Linked DNA regions of Mus musculus: all the other regions are linked to region 1. The links are chromatin contacts, called in public Micro-C and promoter capture Hi-C maps. All regions are on one chromosome and are shown on one strand. Each heading gives the region's core, a stretch centred on a gene start, on an enhancer-like site or on the middle of the called end of the contact. The rest is flanking DNA. Distances are from core to core; before and after follow the strand shown. Region 1 holds the start of Ube2v1 (ubiquitin-conjugating enzyme E2 variant 1). Region 2 holds the start of Adnp (activity-dependent neuroprotective protein). Region 3 holds the start of Znfx1 (zinc finger, NFX1-type containing 1). Region 4 holds the start of E130018N17Rik (RIKEN cDNA E130018N17 gene).

The links. Promoter capture Hi-C pulls out the DNA fragments that hold promoters and counts their contacts. A called contact is a pair of places that touch in the nucleus more often than the background predicts.
Region 2: a Micro-C map of embryonic stem cells shows a contact between it and region 1, with 4 times the contacts expected there. The contact joins the promoter of Adnp here to the promoter of Ube2v1 in region 1. A contact is called at or near these places in 5 of 39 promoter capture datasets (the 3T3-L1 cell line, 3T3-L1-derived adipocytes, the HPC-7 cell line and 2 more), 3 of 484 Hi-C or Micro-C datasets (CD4 T cells, embryonic stem cells and nephron progenitors) and 5 of 115 datasets of contacts at active chromatin or transcription factors (astrocytes, cardiomyocytes, effector CD8 T cells and 2 more).
Region 3: a promoter capture Hi-C map of erythroid cells shows a contact between it and region 1, with 2.6 times the contacts expected there. The contact joins the promoter of Znfx1 here to the promoter of Ube2v1 in region 1. A contact is called at or near these places in 4 of 39 promoter capture datasets (the C10 cell line, erythroid cells and liver), 5 of 484 Hi-C or Micro-C datasets (B cells, CD4 T cells, LSK cells and 2 more), 4 of 115 datasets of contacts at active chromatin or transcription factors (astrocytes, bone marrow-derived dendritic cells, large pre-B cells and 1 more) and 1 of 9 other capture datasets (macrophages).
Region 4: a contact with region 1 is called in a promoter capture Hi-C map of hippocampal neurons, with 4 times the contacts expected there. The contact joins the promoter of E130018N17Rik here to the promoter of Ube2v1 in region 1. A contact is called at or near these places in 4 of 39 promoter capture datasets (the 3T3-L1 cell line, hippocampal neurons, liver and 1 more).

The regions. Positions count from the first base shown.
Region 1 is chr2:167,626,820-167,634,818 of GRCm38.p6, reverse strand. Ube2v1 (ubiquitin-conjugating enzyme E2 variant 1) reads left to right here and starts at 2,814. Exons shown (of 4, transcript NM_023230.2): 1 at 2,814-2,879. The coding sequence starts at 2,858. Gm31852 (a long non-coding RNA gene) reads right to left here and starts at 2,345. Exons shown (of 3, transcript XR_375265.4): 1 at 1,986-2,345; 2 at 1,565-1,683.
Region 2 is chr2:168,202,351-168,210,349 of GRCm38.p6, reverse strand. Adnp (activity-dependent neuroprotective protein) reads left to right here and starts at 3,238. Exons shown (of 4, transcript NM_009628.3): 1 at 3,238-3,776. All of the region lies in intron 9 of Gm20716 (predicted gene 20716), which reads left to right. Dpm1 (dolichol-phosphate (beta-D) mannosyltransferase 1) reads left to right here. Exons shown (of 9, transcript NM_010072.4): 9 at 1-1,302.
Region 3 is chr2:167,059,790-167,067,788 of GRCm38.p6, reverse strand. Znfx1 (zinc finger, NFX1-type containing 1) reads left to right here and starts at 4,774. Exons shown (of 14, transcript NM_001033196.2): 1 at 4,774-5,279; 2 at 7,647-7,757. The coding sequence starts at 7,697. Zfas1 (zinc finger, NFX1-type containing 1, antisense RNA 1) reads right to left here and starts at 4,855. Exons shown (of 5, transcript NR_138563.1): 1 at 4,492-4,855; 2 at 4,062-4,153; 3 at 2,572-2,630; 4 at 2,309-2,355; 5 at 1,927-2,102. It overlaps LOC115486178 (a small nucleolar RNA gene), which reads right to left and starts at 4,316; the gene lies at 4,224-4,316. Gm23201 (a small nucleolar RNA gene) reads right to left here and starts at 2,791; the gene lies at 2,703-2,791. It also overlaps Snord12.
Region 4 is chr2:168,151,137-168,159,135 of GRCm38.p6, reverse strand. It overlaps E130018N17Rik (RIKEN cDNA E130018N17 gene), which reads left to right and starts at 4,623. Exons shown (of 2, transcript NR_040327.1): 1 at 4,623-4,782; 2 at 5,385-6,533.

The sequences.
Region 1 (7,999 bases), core at 1,565-4,064:
CTTTGCTAGGGTCACTGAGGATTAAATAACTAAGACTTAGCATTTAGTGCCGAACACTCTTCTAAATTCGGTAGTTAACCACTTTAATCTTTCCACCAATCCGATAAACTGGATTCTCTCATGCCTATCAGCTGATCTCAAGCGCAATGCGCGTGGGTGAGCAGCAAGAGGAATCCCTCTCTGGGGACTCGATGTGACGCATGGAAAGGGGCGGAGTCTCCTTGAGGGAAATGTGAACTCCAAGTACTACAACTCCCAGCAGGCCACCGCTGGACTACAATAACCAGCATGCCCCGGGGCGCTCTTTCCCTCCCCCCCCCTTCCTCTTACGTTGTTCTCGTGGGAATTTGCAAGATCACTTTTGCTTGCAAGATGCATCTGCTGGCAGAAATTTTATGAGCATAGAGGATAAAGAGTTGTGTTTTGGCCGTCACTTCACCTATTGGCCCAGATCCTGTTTTCTCACCTTCCTTTCCTGTCTTTTCTGAGACAGAATCCTTCCTTCGCCCTGGCCTGGAATTTCCTATCAAAGATTTTTTTTTTTTTACTGCTATGTTTATGAAGGTTTGCTGTACGCATGGATACATGCGTGCCTGATGTCTAAGAGGTCAGAACAGCAGTTGTATCGGTGCTGGGAATTGAACCTGGGTGCTTAGCAAGAGCAATAAATGCTTGAAACTGTCGAGACATCTCTCGAGCCCCCAGCCTCCTTTTCCTCATCTTTAAAATGGAACCATTCTTAGCAGTGCCTGGCATTTATACGTGGCTTAGCAAATGCCAGATTTCCTGCCGCACCCGCATCCTCTCATCGTCCAGGGTATTTATCAAAGCATAGAGTGAGACTAGCCCCTTTTCAGAATGTTGAACCAGATACTAGGTGCTTCAAACCTCTGGGGGTGTACTTTGTTGTTAGAGTCAGCGTCTTGACCATGTATTCTAGGCAGGCCCCAACTCTCCAGCCTCCAGCCTCAGCCTCCCTACTGCTGCAATTACAGGGGTGCTATCTTTACAAACCTCTCAGCAGAAGCCACCCAAAAAGATTCACAATGAAGACCCAAATCTAGAGACTCTCACTTCTGAAGTGAGTCAGCCTCCAGAGACAAATGCTTGCTCTAGGTCCCAGTGCTTTAGAGTGGCTCGAAACCCGGAGCGAATGTTGTCTGTGCGTCCAAAGGACGCTTTGTGTCATGTGACATGTGAAGCAAAGGCAAGCTATATGGCAAGCAGCTGGAACTCCTGGCATCTCAAGAGCCTCCAGAGACGATTACAATAGGAGAGCCCAAAGGCTCTGAGGACAGGGAGACCATGTGAGGTTCCAGCAGCCTCGAGAAGAGGCAGAGACACGCTAGAGAGGCCCTGCATGTGTCATAAGGTCAAGGCTAGAGTGAGGCTGTCGTAGTATTGTGGACTCAAACCTGCAGACACTTCGGCAAGCAGGTACAATATTGGGAAACAGGGAAAGCCTTCATAAATACAAGGCCACAGACACGTCACGGCCCCCAGCATAGCCCCAGCCCCGGGAGCAGAGCCTCAGTGTATTGTGCACTCACCCTTCCCAGTTTACCTAGAGACCTGGTTCCCTCTGTTCTGTGGGACAGACTCCTAGGCTGGTGTGCATCTTCTGCAGGACGGTAGTTCTGAGCTTACCACGTACTTCCTCAAGAGGAAATGCAGTGGAGCTACCTAGAATACACCAAACAGATGACAAATGGAATGTTCCAGGAATGTCTCCAGCTTCCTTGCCCCTCTGCTGTCCCTCTTAGCAGTATAATCTGCAGCCTATCTGGCTACTTCATCCTCGATTTCCAAGTCCCCTTAAGGGTTTCACATCAAAGGTGGCTTTGTGATGGGTTTACTCTATATGCAGACAAGTGTCTTCAGACCTTTGCAGGAGGCCTTTTCTGATTCTTCCTGGTGCCCTTTATAGGTTTGTCCCCTATCTTATCATAGGTAAAATGTATATTTATCTATTTATATTGGCTTACTTGTTCTCTGTCCAACTAGAATGTAGCAATTGAGAAGAGAATCTCATTTCGTGGAGACATTGCCATGTCCGGCACCAAGCACAGTTCTCCCACATAATTCCATCTCTAAGAAGAACTCTAAAACACAAGCCTGCAACCCCAGCATGAGGCAGAAGCCGAAGAATCAGACAGCCAAGGTCATCCTCTGTATAGTGGGCTCTTGGACAGCTGAGTTGAGAGCATGTCTCGAACAAAACCCCTAAACAAACAAACAAACAAACAAACAAGCAGAATGCATGTCTCAAGGTTGGTGGTTCTCAAGCCCCTAGCTGCACCTTGTCCCTACATGCTTCAGGCCCCAGAACAGCAACAGTGCCGGAAACAAGATTGTACTGGCCCACAATTTGACGCATTCAGGCCTTTCGGTGTTATTTTTCTCCATATACCCCATAACAAAGATCATCTGGCTTGGGGTCAAATTCTGACTCAGCTACTTAGCAGTTGAGTTGAACTTCATCTCTCGCGGTTTCATTTTCGCTACGTGGTGAGGACACAGGGGGACGGAAACAGCCTGGGAACAGGCGCGGGGCTCCACAGCCCTTCCCCCCCATTCTATTCTCCCGGAAGCGCACGGTCACCCCGGGGCCCTCGAGCCGAGCACCTGCACGCCTCCCCCGCGCTCGGGCTGGGCGGGGCTTGCAGGTTGCCCCGCCCTCATGCTCGCTCACTGAAGACTCGGGCAAAGCCCTTCCCGCCCGGCTCCTGCGACCCCGAGCGGGCGTCAGCGGCACCGTTTGCGGCTGCGCCTACACCTGCGCCTGCGCACTAGCGCCCGGAGAAAAACTCAAGGGGGGGTGAAGAAGGGGCCGGCCTTCGAGCGACAGCGACGCAAGATGGCAGCCACCACAGGCTCGGGTGAGCGGGGGCGCCGGGCGTGCTGGCGGACGGGGCGCGGGCTCCCTGGGCTTGGTCCCGGTCTAGCGGAGGCCATGGTGGCCGGGACAGGGCTCCGCGCTGTCCCTGCGGCTGCGTTTGGCTGCTCGGCCGGGCCTGGGACCATCAGGCGGCGGCCGGAAGCCCGGGCGGGGGCAGCCGGGCCGTGGGCGGTGCGGCCAAGCCGGAGGCTCGGGCGCCTCCGGGGGGCGGGGGGTGGGGGAGAGGCCGGCAGAGGGGCCGAGTGTGCTCGGGAATGCCCGGGCGAGGTCCCGCTGGGAGCTGGCCCGGGCGACTGGGAGCCGGGAATGCCCGGCGGGGGTACGCGGGCGCAACCCTAGGGAACACGCACGGAGCCTCGCGGGCCGCAGGCGAGGCCGCCGGGGCCCCGCGTCAATTTAGGGTCGGGGCTGCTCTCATCGTGGTGGTCGCTTCCCAGGGAAATCCGGGCACCTGCACGGGCTGAGCCCGGGCGTTCTGCCGTGGGAGCAGGCCTGGGTTGCAGAGACCAGGGATAGGTTTCAGAAGGCGCGCTGGGAGCCGAGCGCCGCGTTGGATGGGCACGAGCAGGTGCCTAGGAAGCCCTGGTGTGTGTGTCGGGGGGTGGGGTGGGGTCTGTTGGGGCGTGTCGCCATTGGGAAGGCTCCTGCAGTGGGGAGAATGGGATGGGGTGCAGTCCCGCAGATGCTGCTTTTAGAGAAGAAAAACCTCTTCCTGCGGGGAGCGGATGGAGGAAGTGCCTGTCACTCCTAATCCTTCTGCGAATTGGGGGAAAATATGTGGGTTCAACTCAGAAACTCTCCATTATCTGGATGGGTAGGAGAGGAGCAGTGAAATGAGAGCCCTTGGATCAAATGGAAGGGATAGCAAGAGGGTAAAGGGGATGCTCTTAGGGGAGAAGCTCTTGTCGGTCTCTGATGGGCTAAGAAGAGAAGGCCAGATGGGGAGACCCGAAGGGTCTGCTGCCTTAGAACCGGCAACCTGTACTTGATTATGAGCCATGGACTCTGGCAGGCTAGAGAAGGTGGAGTGGGTTTGGTGAAGGAGATCCCCCGGGGTCTGGGAAGGCATGGGAGTCTGCTTTTCCAATGAAGGATTCAGGAGAGAGTGGGTGCTCCCTTCTGGTGTGGGGCTATATCCTCGGGAGTCTGTTGGTGGAGGTGAGCAAGGGGTAAGGACAGGCCACCAGCCTAGGCACTGGTGTTTTGGGGCTGTGAGGCCACCAGAGGAGATGTTGTGGGGTGGGAAGCAGAGAGGTGCTGCCTGCAGTGACCCACCACACAGTGCCTGGTGTGTCCTGGAGAAGACTGCGGAGCCAAGTCAGTCCATTTCCTGACAAACACATGGCGGTGGGCACTTGGGAAGACCCAGTCTGCCACAGGCTGTACTGGGGTGGGATGCAGGGTATCTCGCAGAGAGGTGCCAGGCAGCCAGTACTGGGGTGGCCCTACCAGTCAGCACTGCTTGTCCTTGCTTTAGGACATCTCAGGATCCGGTTTGACAGCCACTTCTAACTTCTGAGGCCCTGCCCGTGCCTCAGGAGTGCAGATAGAAACAGCAGCTCAGCAGCAGCTGCTGTGTACAGAATCCAGAAGAGTTTGGGCTGGGTGAGGCTCAGTGCTAGAGTGATCTGACCAGCAAGTCGGAGGCCCTGGATTCCATCCCTAGCTCCATGAAAAGAAGGAAGCGCACATAGCACAGCTTAGATAGCATAGGAAGGCTTTAGGGAACCCAGAAACAGGCGTTCCTCAGCGCCTGTCTAGTCCACAGATGGTTCCTGGGGCCTCTTGTGTCCTGTTACTAGTAGCAGACAAGGTAGACAGAGCACTGTCTTTAGGTTTCATTCAAACCAGACAGAAGGCCATTCAGGATGGAAATAAAGTGACTCCAAAAAGCAGGAAGTGCTCTGAAGAAAATTGTGTGCTGTGATGAGCGAGTCTGATGAGGAGGGGGCAGGCTTCTCTCAGGGCCAACCCTGGAACTGAGACCAGTGGTGGGAAGAGCAAGGCCTGTGGCCGTGGGAAAGTACCATCGGTGCGGTGGGGACACTTGTGTTGAAAGATGAGATTAAAGGCCATGGGGCAGTAAGGTGGCCCAGCAGACAAAAGGCCCTTGGCGAGCCTTGGGACCTGAGCTTGATCTCCACATGGTTGGAGGAAAGAACGGCTTCCACAGTTGCCCGCCGCCCTCCACTTGTGCCCCTCCCGTAACAAAGGACCTTAGTAATGAGATGGAGAGAGAAGACTTTGGGCTTTACTAAGTGCAAGGGGGAGCCATGGAACAGATGCCTGCTATGAGCAGCATTGAGTGTTTGGTTGATGAATGAATGAATGCCTTGAAGAGAATGATGAATGGTGAGCTCTGACTTGAGCCCCAAGGCATCAGGAGACTGCAGTGGTGAGAGTGGAAGCAGGACCTTCGTTAAACTTGGTGCTTAGTCTCCTCTCCCTGCTACAACCTTCAGGTGTGCTCAGGCCTTGGGCCGCCTGTAGACTGAGCCTGGTCATTAATCTGTGCCCTGGTTACCAGGAAACCACTGTGTGGCCTTGGAGTCCTGTGACGCCCAGCTCAGGTGGTATGGTCACTGCTGCTGGCATCTTCCCACATTGTTCGCTGTTGTAATTTTGGCGCAGGTCTCAGAGAGGAGCTGAGATGAGCCCACTACAGCCACTCAAGATGTCTACAATTGAAGGGACGTCTCTCCTGTGTGTCCAGGACTGCAGGATGTCAGACAGTGGCCCTTGGCTGCCAGGTCGTTCCTCTCATCCAGCAGCCCACAACGCTGTGCTGCCCAGAGCTGACAATTAACCAGACACCAAGTGCCAGAGTGACAAGCCCTGGCAGGGTGCCACTGTAAATATACACGCAGGGGTGTGGCCTCATGCACACATTCAGCTTCTAGAAATGTCACCATCTGGGTGGTTGAGATTGGGTCTTTCCTTCCACTCAAGGGTGTTCCCCAGACAGCTGGGGATGGGAGATGAGAACTGAGGCCCTGTAATAGGCCCCAGTTCCCACAGGTCTTACTGTGAGCTATCTTGGGTCCCTTACAACCAAGAACCCTTTCTCCTTCATGGCCTGCTTTCTGGATAGCTACTTCTGAATGTGCTCAGCCTGAGAGCAGAAGCCAGGACCCACAGTGGGGCCAGCTTGGTGAGCGAGTGCAAGTAGGATTTCTTTGTTTTTGCTGTTATAAGATGGGATATTATGCAGCCCAGGCTGCTCTTGAACAGTGTGGAGTTGAGGATGCCTTTCGACTTGCCTCTGGTCCTCCTGCCTCCATCTCATAAGCGCTGGCATCATAGGGATGTGCTGCCTGACACCTACTGTTGTATCGAATTCCTGTCTGGCAGTGGTGGCACACACCTTTTATCCCAGCACTTGGGAGTCAGAGGCAGATCTCTGAATGCCAGAGATCAGGTCAGCCTGGTCTGCATATAGTTCCAGGACAGCCAGGACTGCAAAGGAAATCCTGTCTTGACAAACCAGAGAGTTGCCAAGTAAGGAATGCAACAAGGTGGCTCACTGGTTAAGAGCACTTGCTCTTCTAGAGGATCAGAGCTTTGTTCCCAGCATCCACACCTGGCTGCTCACACTCATAATCATACACACAGATGCATGCTCACACTCACATGTCATACACACATACATGCTCACACTCACAGTCATACAGATCCATGCTCACATTCATGTTATCACACAGATACATGCTCACATTCACAGTCATACACACAAATACATGCTCGTGCTCACATATCTTACAGACAGACACACACACACACATATGAATAAACACAAAGATGGATCCTTAGAATTGCTAAGTGAGTTTTCACGGGGCTTTTGCCCCATCACTCTTAATTAAAAGGCTGAGAATGGAGTTTATGTAGCGTATTTGCCAAGCTGGCCCTTGGTTTGGTTCCCAGCATCAAAAGAATAACAAAATCACCTCCACCTTCCCTCCCTCTGTCCCTCCCTCTGTCTCGAGTTGAAACTACCAAGGTTTGATGGCCGCAGAATGAATACAAGCTGGGCATCCTTGGTCTAACCCTGAAAGGCCATAGCAATGCCTAGAGTACTGTGTGGGGTGAGATGACCCCCCCCCCCCCCAAGAGGTTCTCTCTGTAACCCTGGCTGGCCTGGAGCTCACTGCATAGACCTGCAGTCCTCAGACTCGGGCCTGCCTCCGCCTCTCGAGTGAGTTCTGTGCCCTTGTGAGTAGTTGACATCTGCTGAGCTGGGACCTGTGTGTCACACACAGGGTAAGTGGGTCCTTGTCCTCATCTGTGTGCAAGCCGCCTTGTGAGAGGAGCTCACCCTGTAGTCTAGCCTGGGGGCACAGGTGTGTGGCCTTGCACTTGATGGGCTGGTGTAGGCTTGCGCATGCTCTCTCTTCCTGGACCTCTTGGGAAGGGGTCGGGCTGCCGTGATGAGTTCTCTGCCCAGATGTGTGACTCAGGCATGCAGAGGAGACAGTGTCTGACAGGATGATGCAGAGGTGTGGAGCTCACAGTGGTGCAGCCACAGAAGGGGGGGACGGGGTGCAGTAGCTCCTTCCTGGGCTGGATGTCCAGCTCACTCTGTCACTGAGCCCTGGCACACTGAGCTGTAAAGAGTGACAGCTGAATGGGGGCTGGAGCAATGGCTCAGCACTGGCCTCCCTGGGTTCCCAGCACCACAACTGCCTATCACAGGAGTGCAGGAGACCCAGCTTCCCCTTCTGACTCCGTAGGGCGCCAAGCACACATGGTAACTTACATACAAGCAGGCAGCACATTTACGTACATAAAGTAAACCTTAAAACAAAGAGTAACAGGTTCCATGCTAAGTTCTGCCTAAGTCAGGCCCGTCACATTGCTGGGCTGCCCTCGGAGCTGCTCATTGTGAGTTCCCAGAGGAGGACGTCTCAGGCTGGCTGGAAATGAGCATAAGTCGTGTGTCCGCTGTCCGTTTCGGTAATGCTGCATCCAGGGCACCTTTCAGGTCCTGTCAACTTCTGAAGCTGAGCCTTAGTGCAGGCTGCTACGCACCCTGAACAGCAGCTGGGCTCCAGGCCCCTCTGCTGTGCCTGCAGTTTGCCAGAGCTCTGCTTTTAATCCCCAGTC
Region 2 (7,999 bases), core at 1,989-4,488, 580 kb before region 1:
AGTGAGCAATGTTCTCAATTTTCATGTACATTACACCTATAAATAAATGTATATAGGTTTTGCATAAAATGTTGCTGCTTTCATTTAGATAATGTGAGTGCAAGTTTCTTATGAAAAAAATGTGGAATACTTCATAAAACTAGATTGTTAGTTCTTTATCCCTAGATGGTAGAAAGGGAAGCTTAATTGCATTTACGAAATACAGTTAGTGTATGAACTAGAAAAGAAGTAAAACCTCTGACCTGAAGTCCATGGCAGATGTCTGAACCTAGATGAAGCAGTGCTCCCTGCATGTGCTCCCTGCATGCAGACTGAGCATAGCCTGGTCCGTCAGAGCAGACCTGTGCAGAGTACAGTGTGGGCTGGGAAGCAGTTAAGCAGTGGGTCACATTAGCTGTGCTCTTGGCTTTGTCTTCTTGAGCAACAACTCCTATTGGAAAGAGAAGTATTTTATCTCTTTTTATCTCAAAATATTTGTACATTATTTCAATACCTCAACAAAACTTGATACCACAACAGAAAAATACCTGTACTATTTTTCTTCATCCAGAAAAATGTTCTATTGTTAAAATGAAGGATAAGTTGCTCCATACTGTCAGGGAAGATACTTCACTTATCAGTCAGTGAACTTCTGTCTGTAGCATAGCTTTCAGATCATGTAGTATGTTTCAGGGTCTCTCTGTGTAATAGCCCTGGCTGTCCTAGAACTGGCTTTGTAGACCAAACTCAGAGATCCATCTGCCTCTGTCTCCAAAGAGCATGTTTTAGGTTTTGAGTGAATACATGAGATCTAGTTGCATGTCCTTTGCAAGAAAAAAAGAACAGACATCTGTCTCTTAAGTTACTGCATAATCACATTTAGTGAACAGTGTCATAGCCCAAGCTGACTTCCAGCTTACTCTGTAGTCAAAGCTAGTCTTGAATTACTGGTCCTGTTTCCTTCATCTCTCAAGTGTGAGGACTGTGGTGTGCATCATCATACACCCCAACCTGTATACTTGTTTCCCACCTTACTTGGGCTGCTAAAGAAATTGAAAGTCTTAAATGTTCACTTCCTTTTTCTAGCTGATTGTAACAAGAACAAACGTGAGCTACACCTTCACTTTGTTTTGAGCATGAAAGCCTTGCCATGTAGTCACATAGCTGGGCCCACAGTGCATATTCCAATAAGAACTACTGTTGTTGTGTTCCCCTTTGCCAAAACTTGTCGCACATCCATGGGGAAGTGACTTGTTTCATCCTTAATAACTAGAATATTTATTAGTGTTCAATTAAATTTTGTTTTAAGCCAAAGTCATAGGACTATAATGTTATCGAATTGTTTTTTGAGTGCTGAGAAATCTATCTTGAAACAAGGCATTAGGTTTTCAGTATCAAGTACACAGAACAGAAGTTAAGCAGCGACCTCAGCAGGAGTCACTGTAGATACAGCATTGCTGCCTCACACCTCACTGGGGCAGAGAACTTTGGTCTTTTTCATTTTTCAGTACTTAGCCTGTGTAGAATTACTCTGTCACTACTGCCATCGCACAGGGTGTGTTTGAGCAGTAAACACCAGCATTCAGAAGCCATTTAGAGAAGAAGGTTGCCCAATTTTTTTTGTTTGTTTGTTTTTTGTTTTTCAAGACAGGGTTTCTCTGTATAGCCCTGGCTGTCCTGGAACTCACTTTGTAGACCAGGCTGGCCTCGTGGCCTCGAACTCAGAAATCCTCCTGCCTCTGCCTCTGCCTTTGCCTCCCGAGTGCTGGGATTAAAGGCATGCACCACTGCGCCCGGCTCAAGGTTGCCCAATTTTTATGCTGTATTTTTGTGCTAAATCTGGTGACATAAGCATGCACAGTTTTTTAAGTTCTCCGTCAGAATCCAGCACCTTTTATGCTACAAAGTGAAGCACTGCTGCAATGCAGATGTTCTTCATACCTGTGCTATCACTGCATGAAACCCAGTGTCTGAGGAGAACAGTAGAGATGAATTCACACAGCCTGCCTGTCTTCTGCATTGTGTGCTTCCCCATCTCTACTCCTTGATGAAAGGCCTTAGCCTCAGCCCCACCTCCTTTTAAATAGTTTCTATTCCTTGTTTTACATTGTTGAGCTATTGATTAGGGGTTTAAATATATGTTCTAATAATTGCAAAAAATAAATGTTAGGTGGAAGTTTGTTCAACTTCCCAACCAAACCCTTAGACACTGAGCTGTCTGTATATATAGTCTGATTCTTTCAAAATTTGCAACTTTGTAGAGACCTCATGTTGGGGGAGGGGTGGCCAATCCTTCACAACTGCACTTGCTACTTTGTAGAGCTTTTAGCCATCCTTATCTACGGTAGGGTAACTACTGTTCCTTTAAAGTGGACCGAGGCTGTTGATGTTGACATGGTATGTTGGTTGGGGATGATCCAAAGTTACAAAGCCAACAGTGCAGGTGCTGTCACATACCAGAATTGTGGGTGAGTGCCAGACCGTTTTCATCCTTAGCCATTGACAATCCAATGGCCTCAACTCTACAAATCCCACTTTTTTTTTCCTTGAGTCAATGGTAAGTGGCCATCTGATGACTTGAAGGAATGACTTGAGTCCAAGGAACAGCAGAAGTGAAAAGCTGAGTCCCTGTCTATCCCATACCAGTTCACTAGAAGAGCTGACATGGCCTCAGAGCTGTGTCATCTCAAAAAATGGGAGGAACACGAGGGCATCACACCTCATTAAAGGCAGGAGGCAGCAGGCTCAACCCTTGGCTTTGCCTCCAGCTTGGGAGAGCTGACTCTGAGCACGTGGGCCTTGGGCAGCCCCAGGCGCCCTCCTGCCAGATGTAGTTCAGGCCCAGATGGGCCCGCGCAGGGATCCCCAGTGCAGCCACCTGACTGACTGTCGAGGCGTGCTGCGGCCCGCTACTTCTGCCTCCGCCGGCGGCGCTGCGGTCAGAGGAAGGCACCCAGGAGCGCAGTGCGGCCATTATCCACGGCGCCTCCTAGTGGGGCAATGGCAAAGCCTCCACGTTCTCGCGAGAGCTCCCCTCAGTGGGGATTATATAATCTCACCCAGGAGAGGCTGGGGGGGGCTGGGGCCACCCTGCCATAAGGAAAGTGGGTGTCGCCGCAGCCGAGGACCGAAGAGCTCTCCCTTGGGGGGGGGTCGCCGAGTAGGGGGTCCATGGCCCCCGCCCCCCCCCAGCTGGACAATGAGTCCTCTTATGCTAATGAGTCGCTTACGTCACTTCCGCTCTTTCTCGGCCGCCATTTTGGCTAGGGCAGGTTCGGGGACTTGCTCTGAGGCGCTTGTATTGTCTGCTGAGGGGAGACGCGGGACCAGCCCCCTCCCCCGCCCGCCGCCGCCGCCGCCACCCGTCCGGTCTACCCGCCGCCGCCGGGACCCATGAGCTGAGCGCCCGCCCGCCGCCATCTTGGCCCCCTCCCCCTCCAGCCGCGCTCGCTCGGGGGGGATTTGGCGTCGCCTCAGCCACAGCTCCCTCTCTCGGTCTCCGCCGCCGAGGAGCCGCGCGGCCGTCGCCGCCCGCCTGCCCGCCCGCGACGGTGAAGCCGCGGCCCCACGCCCTCCGCCGCCCTCCGCCCCTCCTTTGTCTGCACTGCCCGCGCCGCCGCCCGCCGCTCTGCTGCGCCCGCCGCGCCCCCCGGCAGCAGCCGCGGCCGCGGCTCGAGCCGGAGCCCGAGCGCGACGAGGCCCCGGGCGCGTCCTCGCCGCCATCGCCGTGCCGCCGTCCACCCGCCGCCGTGCTCTAGAGCACGCCGGCCCCGCGCACGCCTCGAGGCCGAGCCAAGGTAAGCCCCGCGGCCCTGCCCGCCGCCGATCCCGGGCGCGGTCATTGTGCTCGGCGTGCACACACCGCCTCGAACCCCAGTCGGCCGCAGCCCTCCTGCAGCCCGATCCCCTTCTCCGCCCCGCGGGGCTGCCGGCCGGCCACCATGGGCTTTTGCGGCTAGTGGCATCTTCCCGCACCCACCCCGCCCCCAGCCGAACCCCGCTCGCTCTCTCGTCCTCAGAACTAATCCCCTCCCGCCCTCCCCCAGTCCCCGGAACCAGCCTTCTGCCAGGTCTGCCCACCCTAGGCTTGGAAAGGGGGGAAAGGCCTGGGGGGCGGGGAGCGTGCATGGCAGAGGGTGAAAGTCTTTGCCTCCCCAACAACATGCCAGTTTCCCTCCCATCCTAACCACCACAGCCCCTCACCGGCCCTGCTTTCAATCTGGGCTACCTGGTCAGCACTCCCTCTTTAGAGCTTTCTGATCAACTTTGCAGTCAGAAAATGGAAATCCAGAAAGCCGCGGAAAGAATTTTTTTCGAATGCAATGAATGGGGAGTAGTTCTTTGAGCACCCTCTTATTCGCCTCTTCTTTCCTCTGAGCTGCCTGTCCTTCTCCTCCCTTCCCCACCCTACCCCCAACCTGGATGCCTGTCTGCTAGAAAAGGCGCGATTGCTTCTCTTCTTCTCTCCAAGAAGTCTAATACTCATTTTAGTCTCACTCCCTGCCACACACCCCAAGTGTCTTCTCAGTGTTCTTCCAGTCACCAGGTCCTCTGGACAGTTCTTGTCATAACCCCATTTCACAGACAAAGGCTTAGGAGGGAAAAAGAACCAAACTGTTTCCTGTGTTAGCCATTTTAATGCTGTCCAGCCCCAAACGCCCAGTTCCCATCCCTGATGCTTCTTGTGCCTGTATCTTGAACCTTCACAATGGGATGTGTGTCGGGGGGTGTCTCTTGGATAGCTTTGTGCAGTTTCTTTATAAATCTGCATTGTTGCTTCTGGTTTATGGTCATGGAGAAAATACCAGCCCCCACCCAAAAGGCACTGCAGCCAAGTCGGTTAAAGGCACTGAGTGTGGGAGTCAGTAGGGGGCGCATTCCCTGCACTGGGTAAGGCTGCAGAGGGGGGAAGGGCCCCAGAACTAGAACAGGATGTGCTAAACAGCGCCTTCTACAGACCATGGGAAAATGGGTCCAGCAAGACTTGCACTGGGTGAGCTGACAGCAACATGGCGAAGGATTAAGTGAGGCTAGAGAGATTTTATTTAAGAAAGCCACTTCTCCGTTTGGAAAGTTGTCTTTTTTTACTTTTTCAAACCTGTTCACCCTCAGACTTTGATTGCTGATCAGTCACCTTGGTGCACATCCTTGGGTCATAGGTTCCCTTTCTCAAGAATTCCTTCACCTTAAGGTTTGATGTGTTGACATCTCTTTCCTAGGCTAGGTGGTAAAGGGGGTTGTTTAAAACCTGAAAGTCACGGGCTTGGGAGATCAGGTCAATCCAAATCTCTCCGACTCTTTTGCGAGTGGAAAGTCATTCTTGAGAGGTTTTATGGGTTGGTGATTTTGACAGCCATGAAAGATGGGTGTCAGGATTTGCAAGGCTTTGTTGGTAAACATCAGGTCCCTATTGAGTTCTTCATTGTCAAACTTAATAGAGTTCACTGCAAAATTGTGTTGCCTTCCACTTTCAGCAGTACACTGTCTGTAGCCAACTGCCTTTGCAAGTGTTGACACCAGTCTTGGTTCGGTGCGCACCCACCTTTTTAGGGTGTGTGGATTTCTGTAGATTTTACTCCTGTTGTTATTTCCATAGGTGTGAGATGCACAGTACGAAACCTAGGCCCCAGCTTTTACATCGTGATGCACAGGGTTGCACTTTTTGTACTGAACTGATAGGTGGCCTAGTGGTTATTCCCTGTACTGCCATTTTGAGGATCTGGACTCCGTTCCCTGCCTTGCTCTTTGGACTGCATTGTCAATTCACACCGGTGGGTATATCATTTTGGAGGGTGGGGACTGCAGCATCAGGAAAGCTAGAGACTTCCTCCTGATCACCACCAGAACATGAACTTTCAAAATTTCAGCCTCGCCACATTCCTCAAGGAACTCGTTAGAGCTGGTTGCAGTAATGGGTTTTGAACGTTTAAAATATGTGTCTCTTTTAAGAGAAAAATTTAAAGTCGATGATGTTGTTGTAATCATTTGCATTCTGCACTTTTGGACATAAAGTTTTAAGTAGTCTATCTCAAGACTTGCTCAGCATCTGAAAGCCTTAGTTACTTGGTTAAAGGGATCTGGGGAAAGTAGTTCATTGGTAGAGATGTGACTGGCCTGGTAAGAGTCTCTGGATTTGATTTGTTCTTGTTTGGTAATATTGACAGTGATGCTAGTATCTGTGAATGCTTTATCCTACTGTTACAGACATCTTACATCGACGTGCCAAGAAAAATCAAGGGATACCAAATATATGTAAATAACTATTTAATGCTTGAAGAGGGTAGGGTTTTTTGTTTTTTAGGGGTTTGTTTGTTTTCGGTTGCTGTCAGGTAGCATTTTGCTGAGTGAAAAAGAGGCACCTTGTTATCAGTATTGCTCTAAAAACTACATTGGATTCATGGTTTGTTATGCATTTTTACTATTTACACAGTCCAATATTAAATACAAGTAAGATTGTTTGTGATCTCGAAATACTGTGGTATTAGTATTTGTTAAACACATAAAGTGAATAAGAAGAGAACAGTTTCCTGTTAGAATATGTGTTTGTGAGATAAAGTTTGCAAATGTGCCTTTGTTCATTCTTATAAATGAAATGACAGAGTTAGCTAGTTTCTTTATGGTGTTGGTCATCAGGGAACCTCGTTGGATGAGTGTGTATGTCCTTACAGTTTCAGCGGTTAGCTAGGTCTGGCACAAAAGGGGAGGGTTGGAAGGTGGGAATTTGTTTTTATCATATGTGAATAGTGTTTTCTTTACATAGATGTGCTTTGTGTGCCTGCAGTGCCCAAGGAAACCAAAAGAGAGCAATAGATTTCCTAACATTGGAGTTGCTGATGGTTATGATGGTAAGAGTGCTGGGAACCGAACTTGGTCCTCTGCAAGAGCAGCTGAGCCATCGCTTAGACCTATGAAAGCTGAGATTTACAGTATATGAACTAGAATCCTTTGACCAGCCTTAGTTAACCTGAGTAGGGAAGTGAGTGTTCTGTTTAATTTATTATCTTGATTTGCTGAAAGGGTTTCTTCTTACTATTGTAATAGTCTCTACTAGACATTAAAAATAACCAGATCTTAAATTTTGGCTCTCAAGACATTATATAGGGAACACCGAGTATGAACTGATTTTTCTTAGATTCTTTTTCTTAAACCAGACTTCAGAAGAAAATCTAATAGCATTTTAACTTCACAATACTGATCAGGTTTTATTTCCACAAAAGCTCAAAAGTAATTGACCAATAATAAGCTTAATTACTGAAAGTATAGATATCTATACAATATAGCATATGAGATTGTTCCCTTGTAGCAAATTTTTAAATATGTGTGTGTGTGTACAGTAAAAAGAATTCAGTCTTTAGAAAGCAGAAACGTTAAGCTCAGCAGTGGTGGCACACACACGCCTTTAACCCTAACACTAAGGAGGCAGAGGCAGGTGGATCTCTGTGAGTTCTGGGCCAGCCTGGTCTACATAGTTAGTTCTAGGACAGGCAAGACTACACAGAAACCTTATCTGGAAAAAACAGAAATGTTCAGAATTATTCTGGCTTAAGGCTTATGTCTGTTCTACAAATTCAATTGTGAAAAGTTGCAATTTAAGAGATAGCTGGAAGCCGGGCGTGGTGGCGCACGCCTTTAATCCCAACACTCGGGAGGCAGAGGCAGGCGGATTTCTGAGTTCGAGGCCAGCCTGGTCTACAAAGTGAGCTCCAGGACAGCCAGGGCTATATAGAGAAACCCTGTCTCGAAAAAGCCCCCCCAAAAAAAAGAGAGAGAGAGAGATAGCTGGTTTATTATAAGGAGAAAAGTAGAAAAAGTAAATTTGGAAAATTTTTTAAATGAAGAAAATTGGGCTGGAGAGATGGCTCTGTAGTTAAGAGCACTGGCTACTGCTCTTCTAGAGGTCATGGGTTCAATTCCCAGCAACCACGTGGTGGCTCACAGCCATCTGTGATGGGATCCGATGCCAGTGAATAAATAAAGGATAAACATTTGTCTTTTTGTTGTTGTTGCTTTATTTTAGTTG
Region 3 (7,999 bases), core at 3,525-6,024, 570 kb after region 1:
AGAAAACTTAAGCAAAAAGGAGAAGCAAGCCCCACGGTCTACTCACCCCAGGGGAGAGCACCCAGAATGCAATGCCACTTAGGCAATGAGTGAATCTGGAGGGACATGGGCTTCGGCATCTCCTTTGGGTCAGGTGCCCGTCACCTCAGAGATATTTCATATGTCTGAAGAAGGCTTTAAAAGGCTAGAGAGGGGCTCAGTTTGTGAGAGCACTGACTGCTCTTCCAGAGGTCCTGAGTTCAATCCCCAGCAACCACACGGTGGCTCACAACCATCCGTAATGGGATCCGATGCCCTCTTCTGGTGTGTCTGTAAACATCTACAGTGTACACAAATAAATAAAATATATCTTAAAAGGTTAGAAGCATGGACCAGTGGTTAACATTACTAGCTGCCCTTTCTGAAGGCCCAGGTTGGAGTTCTAGCACCCATGTGATGACTTATTACCATGGTAACTTCACCTCCAGGGAACATGATGCCCTTCTTATGCCTGTGGGCACTGCATACATGTGGTGCAGACATACAAACAAAACACCCATACACATAAGATTTATTATATGAGTACACTGTAGCTGTCTTCAGACATCCCAGAAAAAGGCATCAGATCCCATTTCAGATGCTGTAAGCCACCACGTGGTTACTGGTTACTGGTAATAGAACTCAGGAACTTCGGAAGAGCAGTCATTCAGTGCTCTTAACCACTGAGCCATCTCTCCAGCCCCACATAAAAGTTTTGAAAGGGTTTTAGAGACACACCCTGGGAAACTGATGTAAGATACTATGTCTTGCTCAAAAGTATCAGCTCAACAACTGACCTCTGAAGTCCAAGCAGCCAGCCCTTGCAGCAACTTGAGCATGGTGCATGTGCTGTTAAAAGGGGGCAGGGAGAATACTTCAAGTGGATCCAAAAGAGAAGGCAACAGATCTTTTCCCAAACTGAAGGGTTGTTAAATGTAGAGGGCCCACTGTCCCTTCCAGGGACATTAACTGTGGGGTGGACCTCTGTACTATAGGAAGGTGGTTAACAAGTCATACAATATGCTAAGCATTGATTGGCATGGAACCTGGTAGTTCCATGAACCTAGTTCAGCCCGCAGAAACCCTAATGTGATCCCTGGGCCCCACAAAGCTGGAGATGCTCTGCAAGCCAGGAGCAGCAAAGCAGCTACAGCCAGGCTGACCTGTAACTAAATTTACAAGCTAGCACCAGGGTGTGCTAAAAGCACTGGCGGGTCTTCCAGAGGTCCTGAGTTCAATTCCCAGCAACCACATGGTGGCTCACAACCACCTGTAATGAGATCTGACACCCTCTTCTGGTGTGTCTGAAGACAGCTACAGTGTACTCAAATAAATCTTTAAAAATAAATAAAAAAAAAGATTGTGTAATGAATTCACTAGCTGTCTTCAGACACAGCAGAAAGGGGCATTGGATTCCATTACAGATGGTTGTGAGCCACCATGTGGTTGCTGCTCCTCTGGAAGGAGCAGTCAGTGCTCTTACCCCGAGCCATCTCTCCAGCCCCACAATCTTTTTAAAAAGTGTGGTTATGATTCTTAGTAAACAGAGGGATTGGGCTTAGAAGAGGCTGTTGAGAAGCAGCCAGGCAAACCATGTATCAGCCACCACAGGGCCACTGGACCTAAAAACTCAGGCCCACTTACCTGAGCCAAAGTCACCCCCAAGTCCAGATAACCTTGGCTGCCACTTCTCACCTGCAGTAACCCTAATGTGATCCCTGGGCCCCACAAGGCTGGAGATGCTCTGCAAGCCAGGAGCAGCAAAGCAGCTACAGCCAGGCTGACCTGTAACTTAAAAGCTAGCACCAGGGTGCTAGCTACTCACAGCTGTCCCACTTAAGGCAGTGGGAAATGTTCACAGGAAGCAGCTGTAGGCCCACCCAACCCAGAAACTCAAGACACAGCAGATAAATATCATTAGTCAGATTTTTATTTCTACAGATAGGCCAATATTTATTATTTCCAGCAATAGTGCACATGATACCACTACTCCCCAGCCAAAAAGTAACTCTTCTTTGCATTCTGCATAGCCTTGTGGGGCTGGGCAGCAGGAACACATCTGGTATTCTGTATTCCAAAAGTACCTAAAAAGAAAAGTAAAATGTTGATAGGCTTTTCTGGCTGAACACATCCCCCACCCCCACTTAGCAAGCAACATGGTGAACTTGAATCCCACCAGGAACCTTAACAGCATGAACAGAGCAGCAAAAGCCAAGAATCAAACACCCGTTACTCTCCACACTTGTTATAACATCCCTAGAAACAGGTTAAAACAGTAAAAGAACCTCACCTGAAATCAAGATCAGACCAACACCTGCATCCTCGGCTCTCTCGGGCCTGTAGAAAATAAATCGAAGCCATTATCAAGTGAAATAGATTAAAGCCAACAATGAATTATTCCTGGGGCTGATGCATCAGACAAAACTGGCAATTAGTATTTGAGATCAACAGGGTCGATCTGACGGGGAAAGAAATGATATCATCAGTTCACCAGCCAAGTTTATGTCAGAAACAAAGTATACACTGGAAGAGGGACACGTGGAAACCACTCACCAATGCTCGCCTCAGGAGTTCACGCTCCATTCAAAGCCCGGTTTTGTCTGTCAGCAAACCTGAGATAAAATGCAGAAATAACCTGTCAACTACCTGAGCGCCAAGGGCACAGCAGCAGTGGGTACTGTCAGGCAGGCATGTCAGACATACTGGCTTAAAAGAATGTGATCAACATGGTCGATCTGATGGGGAAAAAAGTTGTGTCATCACACATGCCTGTCTGTGGGAGGCTGCTGAGCCTGATCCCAAGGGCTAGGTAGACAGCTACTTAGGACTACATCTCCTTTACAGGAGACAGCTGTAATACCAGTGTCTCCAATTATTAGCTAAAGGAATGGGACTTGCTGAGATAATCACAATCGCCTTGGAAAGTTTCAACATTATGTACCAGGAGGCCTCACGTATGACCTGAGGCGCCCATGACTCCAGCACCAAACCCTAAATGCAACTGTCTCACATATACAACTCTGACTGGCACTGTCCACTTGCAAATGATATGACAATTGTTCAGACATAGCACCCTTCAGTCTCTAGGCTTGCCTCAATTTAAGTCAACTTGCCTGGGCCTACTTTTTTTTTTTTTTTTTAAAGATTTATTTATTTATTATTATATGTAAGTACACTGTAGCTGTCCTCAGACACTCCAGAAGAGGGAGTCAGATCTCGTTAAGGATGGTTGTGAGCCACCATGTGGTTGCTGGGATTTGAACTCTGGACCTTCGGAAGAGCAGTCGGGTGCTCTTACCCACTGAGCCATCTCTCCAGCCCGGGCCTACTTTTTTTAAGAGTAAGATTTATTCATATATTTTATGCACGAGTACACCACCATTGTTCTCTTCAGAGACACCATAAGAGGGCACCAGACCCCATTATAGATGGTTGTGAGCCACCATGTGGTTGCTAGAAATTTAACTCAGGACCCCTCGAAAGAGCCATCAGTGCTCTTAACTGCTAAGCCATTTCTCGGGCCTACTTGATTTAGGGCATATTCACATTTTTATCTGAGTGGGTCAGGGTGGATATCAGAATACAGTAATGGAGGATAGCCATTGTCACATCTTGAAAAGCACTAGCCTGCAAATACTTTAGCAGACATGTTTCATTGCCTTTCTAAATACCACGCATATACAAAAGAAATCTCAACCCGGCTCAGACACTGCACCCACAAACTGCTGAATGCTCCCATATCAACAGCCAAGAAAATGTGTTACAGACTAATCTCAATGGGACCATTTTCTTAATCAGTCCTTTTCTCAGGCAGTTCTACCAGGACACTTTAAATAACAACAGGGCTCTGCATCTCCTGTGTCAGTATGTACAGATACACAATTAAAAGACTTTAGTATACTTTGATAATAAGGCTCAATCCTCGGGGCTTTTAAAACAACGAACCTCAGCAGTAACTCTTGCATCAAATTCCCTATCACTGCCCACTTAAAGGCTCTTCAAAGCACGTGATTGCCACTTTAGGCCACTAGACGAATGCATACCTTAAGACTTTCAGATGGTAGGTGAGTTCTCATCTCCCTCGATGCCCTTCTCTCCCTCCAACCTCCATGCTGTCCTGCTTGGTCAGGTCAACCTACAAAACAAAAGCGTCCATCACCACCTATATCCTCGACCAGGAACAAAGAAGACCAGGGTCCTCGAAGGCTGGTGTTTATCAGGACAAACTGGCAAATGTTTTAAAACATCAGCACTGTCGATATGACGGGGAAAAAAGTGAGTTCATCATTTACACCAGCAAAAAGCTTCCCAGGCCAAAGCAGAAGGCGTCTTTTCCACTTGAATCACGTCTTCGAAGGTCAACCTGGGGATCGCGCTCCATAAGCAACACTTGGAGACTAGGAGCGGTTACAGCGACTAAACTTGATAAGAGGTTAACAAAAAAAAAACTTGTGCTGTGTGGACTCAACTCACCATCTGCAAGTTAACCCCGGAGGGACGAGACATATCGGGAACAAAGCAAACGCTCTAGGAGCCGCCGGAACGAAAGGACGAGAGCGGCGGCGAACCTTCCTTATATAGACCTTGGCGGCGCGTGCGCCTGCGCACTGTGCCCATGGCGCGTCGCTTCCGGGCGCGACCGCTTGGCGTCCTGGGAAATGTAGTCCCCGAGCCGCCCGGCCCCAGCTAGCTAATGGTTGTCCAGCCAGTGTCTAGCCCCTCCCCGTGCTCACTGGGCCTCCGGGGCTTCTCGGCTTCCGCGCCATGTCGCGCTTGGCACGCACGAGCCGCCCGCCGCGTCCCCCTGGCTCCGGGGCCAGCCGAGACCTGCGGCCGCCCGGGGCGCAGTCAACCCGCCCCCCGCCGCGCCCTCCCCTCCGCCGCGCCCGCGGGGAGCCGCCAGTCCAGCCGCCGCCGCTACCGCGGGCGCTGAGGCGACGCCGCCCTTCCGCCCGCCCCGAGGGCGGGGGCGCAGGCGAGCCCGGCCTCTCGCTGGAGCCCGCGGCACCGCCTCCTCGTCCTGCGCGGCCTCCTCTTCCTCCGGGCCGCCCACTAGGCTACTCGCCCCGCCCAGGGGCTGCAGGGACTGGAAACCGAAAGTTCGCGGTGCCGGGCGGGGCCGCGACCTGCCAGGGCCGGGGCTGAGCTCTAGCCCTGCGGAGGACGCGCCCGAGCCGGTGAGTGGCCTCCGCCCTATCACGCACCTGCTTCTGCGGCGCTGCGACCGCCGGCGTCCCGCTCTGCCTCCGGCCGGGTGTCAGGTTAGCCTTGGAGTCCCTATCTGCCCCACTCAGCGCCCCCACCACCCCCGGAGTCCCTGTCCCCTTCCCTCAGTTCTCCTATAGTCCCCAGAGTCCATGTCCCCTTCCCTTAGTTTTCCTATAGCCTCCAGAGTCCCTGTCCCTTTCCCTCAGTTTCCCTATACCCCCGGAGTCCCTGTCCCCTTCCCTCAATTATCCTGTAGCCTCCGGAGTCCCTGTCCTCTTCCCTCAATTATCCTGTAGCCTCCGGAGTCCCTGTTCTCTTTCTCTCAGCCCCCCCTATAGTCCCCGAAGTCCCTGTCTGCTTCTTCAGTTTCCCTATAGCCCCCAGAGTCCCTGCCCCTTTCTCTTAGTTTCCCTATAGCCCCCAGAGTCCCTCAGTTCCCCTATCATCTCCGGAGTATTTGGAATCTCCCATCACCCCTAGGATCTTTTTCCACTCCTTACCACCCCCAGAGTCCTGTCCTCCCACCTCCACCGTCACCCTCCATCGTTCCCTGAGTTAAGTCTACCTGGTTATCAGCAGCCCCATTTCCCAGTCCCTGTTTCCTCTCCTCAGCAGCCCCATCACCCCTAAATCCCTGTTCCCTTCCATTAGCCTCACCATCACTCCCCAGAGTCCCTGTCTCCTCTCCTTAGCAGCCCCCATCACCTCCAGAGTCGGTGTCTCCTCCCTCAGTACCCAGCGTATCCTGAGCCGCGGGCACTGCCATTACCTGCTTCGACTCTCTTCAGTTCATCTGTCACCACCCTGATCACACCCCACCTCTAGTGCCCCTTCATCTCAGCACCCAGTCATCCCCTGTGCGTAGTTGTCCTGCCTCTGCTCCCGGTCCCTGGAGCCCCACTCTCTCCATTTCTCACCTATTGCTATACCCACTTGTTCCACAACCACCCTGGGCTCCCCATCCCTAGGCCCTGCCCTACCTCTGAGTCCCCCCCAGATCTCTCCTGCTTTCTGTAACCTTACAGTGTTTCTCTGAGGGATGTATGGTGTGGCGACTTCTCTCGGGACTTGAAATTTACCTAGCTACAACCCAGCTGCCACCTCTTGCTCCATCCTCTTTCATCTTACCCTGTAATTAGAAGTCTCTAAATGTTATCCCTGCAACAGCTTAACCATTGCTGATCTGGTGCCCTCCCTGCCTTGCTTGCCCTCCCTGCCTTACTTGCCCTCCCCGCCTGCTCCTGCCACTCTTCCCTCGCCTTCTCTAGCACTTATTTGCTTCTGTTTTCTTTTACACTGCTGCTGCATTCTATTTTAGTATTTTTTTTTCAAAATGAGGAAGAAGGGATTTTCCTCAGAAAATTTTTCTTAAAACAAACACTAACCATTGAGCCTGCATCATAAGAACAGGGTTTGGTAAGATGAGGAGAAAAGTCACCACAGAAAATATTCCCTGTGGGAAGAAAAGGGACTCTTTTTTTTTTTTTTTCTGATAAGAATAAAAGCCACCTCTCATACAATGCCAAATCTATTCACAGTTTCCAACTATGAATATTTTAAAACTGTGAGGACAGTCTCAAAAATCCTTTAGCTGAGAACTGAGTCACCACCACCCTGCCCCCCTGCATCCACAGGCTATGCCTGAGTTATATTGAGAAGTTCCCTGAAGGGGCTTCCTCTTCACCCAGCATCAGAAATCCTCAAGACAGAAGCAAGGCAAGAATTGCTAGCTGGTTGAGAGGAAAGAAGGCTAAGAGCTCACTTGCTGTCTAGCAGGAGGGAGCAGGGAACCTGTCCACTGCTGTGTCCTAAGAATGCCTGGCCAGGTCCTGAGCCCTTGGGTGTGTGTTTGTTGAAGCAGGGTCTCATAGAGTCCATGTTGGCCTCAGGCTCAGTGGAAGCTGTCTTTGAATTTCTTCTGATCTTCCTGCTTCTGCTTCCCCGCTCTTAACTTGCCGACCCTCCTGCCTCCAGCTCCCAGGAGCTGAGCTGAGCTGCCAGCATGCACCCTGCAGCTAGCTGGCACATGGTTTTGGATTGACACACTTGTACTCCTTTTGCCCCAGCAATCATTTTGTAAGAAAGGAAATGAAACCTAAGCTGTAGATTAAGTAACCTGGTTGAAGGCAAACCAAACAGTAGTTTGGGAGTTGATGACTCTCTCTTTCTGACCCCAAGCAAGTGAAGGAGTCCGGGAATGGAGGATTGGATCCCTTGGAATCGCCTAAATTGTGAGGTTAAGTTTAGAGTTTGTAGCACGGTTGGGAATCCGCAAGGTTGAGTGCTTGTGCTGTGATTAGAATCTGCATGTTTTACCCTTCCTTAATAAATGATTAACATATAAAGGCAGAAGGGCCGGCTTCGTGGGGTTTGGGTATTTGCTGTGTTTGAAGGGCACCGGTGACTCTCAGCCTGTGCAGTTACAGGTAACGAAGTCAGGCGAAGGTGGCAGAATTCGTGAGACTCAGCTATGGAAGACAGAAGACCTCATCTAGAGGCCAGGCCCAGGAATCCGCCTGCCAACCACAGAGGTAAGCAGGGTTTCTATCAGGTGAAAAGGGGAGGCCTACCGGAGATGGTCTGCGTTTTTCAATTAGTGAGGACCTCCTTGCGTGGTGGGTGTGATGGCGCACACCTTTAATCCCAGCACTGGGGAGGCAGAGGCAGGCAGACCTGAGGCCAGCCTGGTCTCCCTAGGAGAGCTGCAGACGGTTCTGTGGTAGGACGGTAGGCCTGTCAATCCAGCAGGGAGAAGAGGCTTGAGAATTTGAGA
Region 4 (7,999 bases), core at 3,374-5,873, 520 kb before region 1:
GCACCCAAAAGAGCAAGCAAGCTGTTTCCAGGTCCGCACACTGCAAGGGAAGGCCTGCCTGGACAGCATTGGTGGGCGACAGTGCCCCAGTAGCAAGCTAAGCCACACCTGGAAGTGGGCGTGTCCTTTCCTGTCTCCTCCCTCTTCCTTCCCATACCCTTCCCTCTCTCTCCCCCCAACCCCCCTCCCCCCGCTCCCCCGCCGTCCTTCCTGGCCCTAAAGCAAGCAGGCCACAAGCTGAAATCTCTGAAACCACAAGAAAAATAACTCTCTCCCTTTGAGTTGATTCCTCCCAGGTATTTTGTAGACAGAGGGGGGGGGGGCGAGCTCGAGCACATGAGGCTTGTTTTGAGCTTTGAGGATGGCTTTGAACTTGCGATCGATCCTCCTGCCCTCCCCTCCTGAGTGCTGGGATGACCTCTGGGTGATGTGGTGCTGGGGGTGTGTGGTCCAGGGTTTCATGCACTCTAGGCAAGCACTCTGAGCCTCGGCTCCCATCCGACCAATTTGACAGAATCTTCAGTGTGTGCTATGGATGCTGCAATTGGGTCAAACACGTCTGGAAGTTCAGAGAGTGGTGAGGTCGAAGTCGGTGTCCAGGGACAAAGTTCTAGCTCCATAGGATCAGGAAGTCCTGTGTGCCTCCTCCACACAGCAAGGTGATCAGGCATAACAACTGTGTCGTGCATACCTCAGGGGTTTCAACAGGGGCTGACCTTACAGCTCCGGTGTGGCCTGGGATTGCCACACACCATTCCTTTTTTTTTTTTTTTTTTTTGGTTTTTCGAGACAGGGTTTCTCTGTGTAGCCCTGGCTGTCCTGGAACTCACTTTGTAGACCAGGCTGGCCTCGAACTCAGAAATCCACCTGCCTCTGCCTTCAGAGTGCTGGGATTAAAGGCGTGGCGCCACACCCCATTCCTATGGAACTCTCCAGCAGTTCACTTACATCCCAGCAAGGAGGTTAGGGTTCAGGGAGGAGCTGTGGGTACCCGTGTGCAATCCACTTCGTGGACCTGCCCCGCCCTTGACCTGCCAGCCCGGCAGTCGGATGGCAGATAAGGCGTTGGGGGGATACTCCAGCCTTACATCCTTCCTCTGTCAGCTTGTGAGGAAAAGATTCCCAGAAGACCACGGAGGAAGAAGAAAGAAGAAGAAGAAGAAGGAGGAGGAGGAGGAGGAGGAGGAGGAGGAGGAGGAGGAGGAGGAGGAAGAAGAAGAAGAAGAAGAAGAAGAAGAAGAAGAAGAAGAAGAAGAAGAAGAAGAAGAAGAAGAAGAAGAAGAAAAAACGTACATACAGGCTTATGTGCTTCTGTGTCTCTGTGTGTGCGAGTGAACGGCGGAGGTCAGCCATGGCTGCGATTGGGAATATGCTTGTAGTGACAAAGAAAGGAGCAGCACTCTACTCAAGTGTCAGGACAAGACGAAGTTTATTGTTGATCAGAAAAGCAAGCACACAAGACAAAGTGCACTTGGCTTTTATTCTAACTGATGTGAAAACCGTGCCTCTTCTTCATTCTCTGGGCTCCACCTCACAGTCTTATTCAGTTGGCTAGTCTGTGAAGAATTAGCTCGCCGGAATTTAGAAATAAGGAAGGGAAAGACATCATTGCTCCAGGACATCAAATTCCTGGACAGGAGCAGTGACCTCTGAGAAAACAAGGTTTTTAATGGAGGTGGCGGGGCATGCGCGCACGCGCACGCGCGCTTGTGTGTGTGTGTGTGTGTGTGTGTGTGCGCGCGCGTGCGCACACACTCGCTTGTGTGTTATGGCATTTACATAAAAGGTAGAGGAGACAAAGTTTTTTTTTAAATTTATTTTATTTCATGGTGTTTTGTTTGCATGTATGTCTGTGTGAGGGTGTCAGATCCCCTGAAACTGGAATCACAGACAGGTGTGAGCTGCCGTGTGGGTGCTGGGAATTGAACCCGGGTCCTCTGGAAGAGCAGCCAGTGCTCTTAACTGCTGAGCCATCTCTTCAGCCCGAGACAAAGGTTTTAATTCTGTGCCTTAGACACGGATAGAAAAGATTCATATGTGATACTTCTCACAAGAATCACTTGCCAGCTGCCATCCACCACATGTAGCTCAGGCTAGCTTCAAACGCATAAAGACACCCCCCCCCAACCCCCCGCCTCTGCATCCTGAGTGTTGACACAGAGAAACCCTGTCTCAAAAAACAACAACAGGGCTGGTGAGATGGCTCAGTGGGTAAGAGCACCCGACTGCTCTTCCAAAGGTCCAGAGTTCAAATCCCAGCAACCACATGGTGGCTCACAACCATCTGTAACAAGATCTGATGCCTTCTTCTGGAGTGTCTGAAGACAGCTACAGTGTACTTATATATAATAAATAAATAAATCTTTAAAAAAAAAAAAAACAACAACAACAACAACAAAAGAACATTTGGAAAGTATATAAACATACTTGGAACTTGGACGGAAAAGCTTCTGCCCGCTAAAAGGAAGCATTGTCCTTGTCTCAGACCAAAGGGACTTCAGGTCCTGCATTAACATATACCTGTGGTTCAATTAGCATATCAAGGCCTGTGCTGACCCACTTCTAGGCTCCTTCAATCTCCACGCAACAAATCCCTGTTATACACTTCAAAGTCCTCCATCCCAGATTACAAGTTCCCTCCTCCCAGGTTCTCCTTAAAACCCTGGAAACACCCGCCGCTGCCGCCGCCACCACCGCCGCCGCCATCGCCACCACCACCGTGTACACGCAGTTGCTTCTCTGCTGGAGAGAGAGAGAGAAACTTCTTCGTCTGGAATAAATGTTTTTCTTTAAGCTTGAGCGACTACTTTGGGTTCTTTACTGCATCCATTTCATTCATCTGCTGCCAAAACCTGAGACGAGTCTTGCTCTTTTCCTTTTTTATTTCTTCTCTTCATTCAGTGTGCTTTGGGGAATCATGTAGTGTCCTAGGCTTGGTGGCAAGTGCCTCTTACTGGCTGAACCGTCTTGCCAGCCCGGTTTTTGGTTTTCTGTTGTGTTGATACAGGGTCTCACAGAGCCCAGGCTGACCCTGAACTCTCTCTGTGTAGTTACAACTGACCTCCTGCCTTCCTTTCCCTCCTGGTATTGGGGTGTCGGGGTATCAGGCCTACAGTCTCACAGCTGAGCCTATGTTTTGAGAAGACTCTTGTCCCTGCCCTGGAGTTTACCCATCAGGCTAGGCTGGCCAGCCAGTGAGTCCTGGGTCTGCCCGTCTCCTCTCCGCAGTTCCGGGATTACAATAGTGCCATCACTACCAACTGGTTTAATTTTTAGACAAGAGGCTCCTATGTGCCAGGCTGGTCTTGAGATTGCTATGTCACTGAGGGTGACTTTAAGCTCCTGAACCCCCTGTTTTACTTGCCTCGTACAAGGTCATACTTGGTTGCACACCCTGCTTTTGAAATTCGGGGTCAAGGGACAGAGCTCAGGTGCTCAGGCTCCTTAGGCAAGGCCGTTACCTACTGAGCTTGAAGCTCAGGGTTCCTTCTGGAAATTACCACAGATAGCTCAGAGGAGACAGGGTGGACCCCTTGGCCTTGGGCCACTATCCACAGCCATCTTCCATCTGATAACCCAGGACAGACATCGGGCCTTCAAGGGGCATCTGGCTGTGTTGGACAGCTTCCAGGTTGTCACTCCTGGGTTGGATGCTCTTGGGATCCCAGGAGTAGAGGCAGGTTCCATTAATCATGTCACCATACAAGCCCCAGACATCAGAGGACGACACAGATTTGCGAAAAGGAAATTTTGAGTGTGTCCCCACCAAATAAGTTGGGGTGCTTCTCATTATGCCTACACAAACACCCCACCACCACCAAATAAAAACGTCTCACGGTCATAATGAGAATCCAACTGACTCTCCCCAAAGCTTTAACATGAACACAACCATCTGAAAACACAGGTCAGGGCCAATGAGATGGCTCAGTGAGTACAGGTGCTTGCTGCTAAGCCTGACAAATGGTTCCACCATCCTAGGGACTCACATGGTGGAAAGATCCAATGCCCATAAACTGCTCTCTAAGCCAGACAGGGTGGTGCTTACCTTTAATACCAAAATTTGGCAAGAAGAGGCAAGTGACCACCCTGGTCTACAAAACAAGAGTTCCAACCCAGTTGGTCTTACACAAGATTCTCCAAAAAACCAACCAACCAAACAAACAAACAAAACAAAACAAAAACCCAGAAACAATTTGACCTCTTGTACTCTGACCACTACAGGTATGCTTGCTGCCTTGGCATGAGCGTGTACACACACACACACACACACACACAAAAGCATGATTGTGTAGGAGGCTGGGTGCTGGGGAGGTGTGGGACTCGGCCTCCATCTTTGCTTCGGTATTAGCCATCTGTCATGCGGCGTTTTTACCACCAGGACTGCTGAAGGCAGGAAGAGAAAGAAGCCGGTTCAGAGCTGCCAGCAGGCGCCTGGAACCTCCCCTGGCTGCTTTGTGTTTCAGCAAGAGCCCTCCCAGCTCCAGCCAGGCAGGCTCCTCCCCATGGCCCTCCTGGGGCCCCCCGCTGGGGGAGGAGGCCCAGCTAAGCCTCTCTCCTGCTGGCTGGGGGTGGGGAAGGGAGGGACTCCAAGCCTAGCACCCAAGGACGACCCCTACAGGCCAGCCAGGGCAGGGCAGCATTCCCTACAGCCGCCATTTCTTCTCTGTCAGCTCTCTGCTGTCAGACAGAGAGCCAAACAGAGCTGGAAGGTCAGATATCTCTGGAATGTATTGAGCACCTACTGGGTGCACAACCTTGAGGAAGAGCACGTGCCCTCTGCAGGTACTGGAAATGTAACTGGGTAGATGGTAGCCGAGGGATCCTACCCAGGGTCCCTCTGGGACTTCATAGCTGGGGTCAGATCCTTTCGCCCACGTGTCACCATGGGTAGGACAGAGGCTATGGTCCACCCAGACAGAACACAGGCAGGGAGAGGGACACTGTGAGGTCTTTGAGCCTAGAGCTCCTTCCTTGTAAAGTGGAGTCACCTGTCTCTGGAGTTTTTATAAGACGTCAGAATCAGGGGCCAAAGCTAAGAGCTGGGAAGTCTGGGCTGGAGCTAGTACAACCTGATGGACAGATGTCCCTCATTCTATGCATCTGATCTCAGAGGCCTCTGAAGGGGCAGAGCCAGGGGCAGGAGGATTAGGAGTTAAAGGTCATCTCTAGCTAATCTGAGGCTGACCTGAAACTTCTGATCTTCCTGCCTCTTCCTCCCAAATGCTGGGATTACAGGAGTGTACCAGTATACCCAGGCTAAGCCTTGCTGCGGGGCCAACATGCAGCCTGGTCTACATGCCAAGTTCTGGGCCAGCCAGGGCTGCAAAGCAAGACCTTGTTTCAAAAATAAAAAAATGTCTGACGTCCAGCTTTTTCCCAAACAGGAGAATCTGTTCCCGTCTCCCTGCAGTTCCGTCTCATGCCTGCTCTGCTGTGGGCAAAGTGTCCCTTCTGCCACCAGGGCCCCTGACTAGTTTTCCTGGGACCACCTGGCCTCCTGGTCTCTTCTAGCCCTGCTGGATTAAGGTGAAAAGCCAGTCTAGGCCACCATAGCCAGACTGCCTGCTGCATGGACAGCCTCTGCCCTGAGTCCTGGATCCTTCCTTCACTGGAAAGTACCTCTCATGGAGAAAATTCATCAAGGTAAAACCTCATGAACAAGATGTTTTGGCTTGGCAGGAAACAAACAGTGGTTAACAACAAATTAGTGAGCTACTGAGCCTCTGGGCACATGGCGCTGAGGGCAGACCCAGGTTGGCTGCAGACATCAGCTATGGTCTCCTGCAGACCTGAGGGGGCACAGGCCTGGCTCAAAGCTCCCTTCACACGGACTGGAACAGTCTTCAGGTGGGATGCTCTTGTGTGCGGCTTAAGCTCTGGCCTGCTCCTCAGGCTCCGTTCCCCAGAGCCCTGCTCCACTGACCTAAGGCTGGGTTTCTTTTCTCTCCTTTGATTGGACAAGGGGCCCAAACTCCTGAAGTGGGGCTTTCAAGGAGCCCAGAGCTCAGCATGAAATATTTTCAACTGAAGAACAATCCTAGGAGCAAAAGCCTCCTTTGGGGGGTGGGGTGCACCCAGGTGCCCTCCTCAGCTCCCAGGTAAGTCTCTGAATGTTGCCACCAACACTGAAGAAGTCTCTACTTCTGCCATACCCAGCCTGTCTGGCAGGAGGGGACACATTCTAAAGAGACACTCATGACCCTCTCTTTAGCTTTCAGTCTAGTGGAAAAAAATGGACCCCAAGAAATGAAAAGTTCCCCAGTATTCTCCTGGTGAGAGAATAAATGCCTGGAGCCTTGGGGACAACCTGAGGGGAACTGGTCACCCAGAAGATTAACAACTAATCCCATGACCTTGGAACTGAACTGAGGAGGTAACAGACAGGGTCAGGCCTTGACTAAGGAGTTATGCAAATCTCTTATTATTTAAGCCCCACCCTCGGTCAGGATCCCTAAGGATTTGGGAACTCCCTGGATCTCTGGGTATCCTTCTGTTGCAGCCACACTAAGTAAAGTTCCTTTTTTGCTATTCACTATACATTAGCTACTTTATTTGGCTTATTGAGGTCTGGTGTCCCAAACCTGGCAGGCTGTGGCCCCAAGCCCGGTAACCCTGCTATAAAACCCTCTAAGGCACCCCACTGTCCTTAGATTAATACTAAACTCCCTGTGACTCTGGCCCTACTCACTTGGCTCCCCCACCAACATTCACCTCCTGCCACCTCGCAAGCTCTGTGCTCAGCTGCACCTGCACGCCTTTGCACAGACAGGCTAAGCGTAACCCCGACCTCTGATTTACCATCCCATTCTGTGTCCCCCACCTTTCCCACAAGCCGCCCCTAGTGCCCTAAAACCAGATTGGATCCCTGCAGACAGAACTACCACTGAATCGTCGTCTTAGAATCTGTTTATTCCCTGTATCCTCCCAGACCTAAGTTTCCAAGGTACCATAGACTAAGAACAGGGTTCCCAGAGCCCAGCTGTGTGACCTTGGGCCAGTTACTTAACCTCTCTGTACCTCCATTTCAAGCGGAATACACACAGCACATATCTTGAGAGAGGGACTAGTAAGATGAGAATCAGAATGAGCCTGGCTTTGTCCCCTGCCACTGTCATGGCTTGTCACCCACAACTAAGGGCTGAGGGCTGAGTCTGTCTTGGGTCACCCTGTCTCCTGCCCAGAGCTGGCCTTTCAGATCTTTGATGTCTCTAACTCTATGCTTGGAGGCCCATTCAACCTCAGGCAGAAGAGAGATTGTCCTCTGAACACCACATGCACTGTGGAACACATGTACCCCTCCCACACACATACACATATATACTCACACTCATACATACACACACACACAAATAAATGTAATACAAAATTTACCTTTTTTTTTTTTTTTTTTTTTTTAGTTTTTTGAGACAGGCAGGGTTTCTCTGTGCAGCCCTGGCTGTCCTGGAACTCACTTTGTAGACCAGGCTGGCCTCGAACTTAGAAATCTGCCTGTCTCTGCCTCCCAAGTGCTGGGATTAAAGGCGTGCACCATTACTGCCCGGCAAAATTTACATTTCTTTATTCTATCTTATTGTGTGTTTTCCCTGTGTGCATATATGTGTATCCCCTGTATGCCTGGTGCCGTGGAGGTCAGAGGAGGGCATCAGATCTCCTGGAACTTGAGTTAGGGGTAGTTGTGAACCACCATGTTGGTGCTGGAAATCAAACCCTATGTCTTGACACAGGGTAGGGTCATCCTAGAAGAGGGAGCCACAACTGAGAAACTAACTCCATTACATCAGCCTATAGGCAAAACTGTGGGACATCTTCTTGATTGGTGATTAACGTGGGAGGGCCCAGCTCACTTGGGGTGACGCCATCCCTGGGCAAGTAGTCATAGGGTCTACAGCTAAGCAAACAGCCGCTCATGAGGAACAATGCGCTAATGAGCAGCGCTCCTCCATGGCTCTGCGTCAGCTCCTGCCTCAGGCTCCTGCCATGGGTTCCTGCCCTGGCTTCC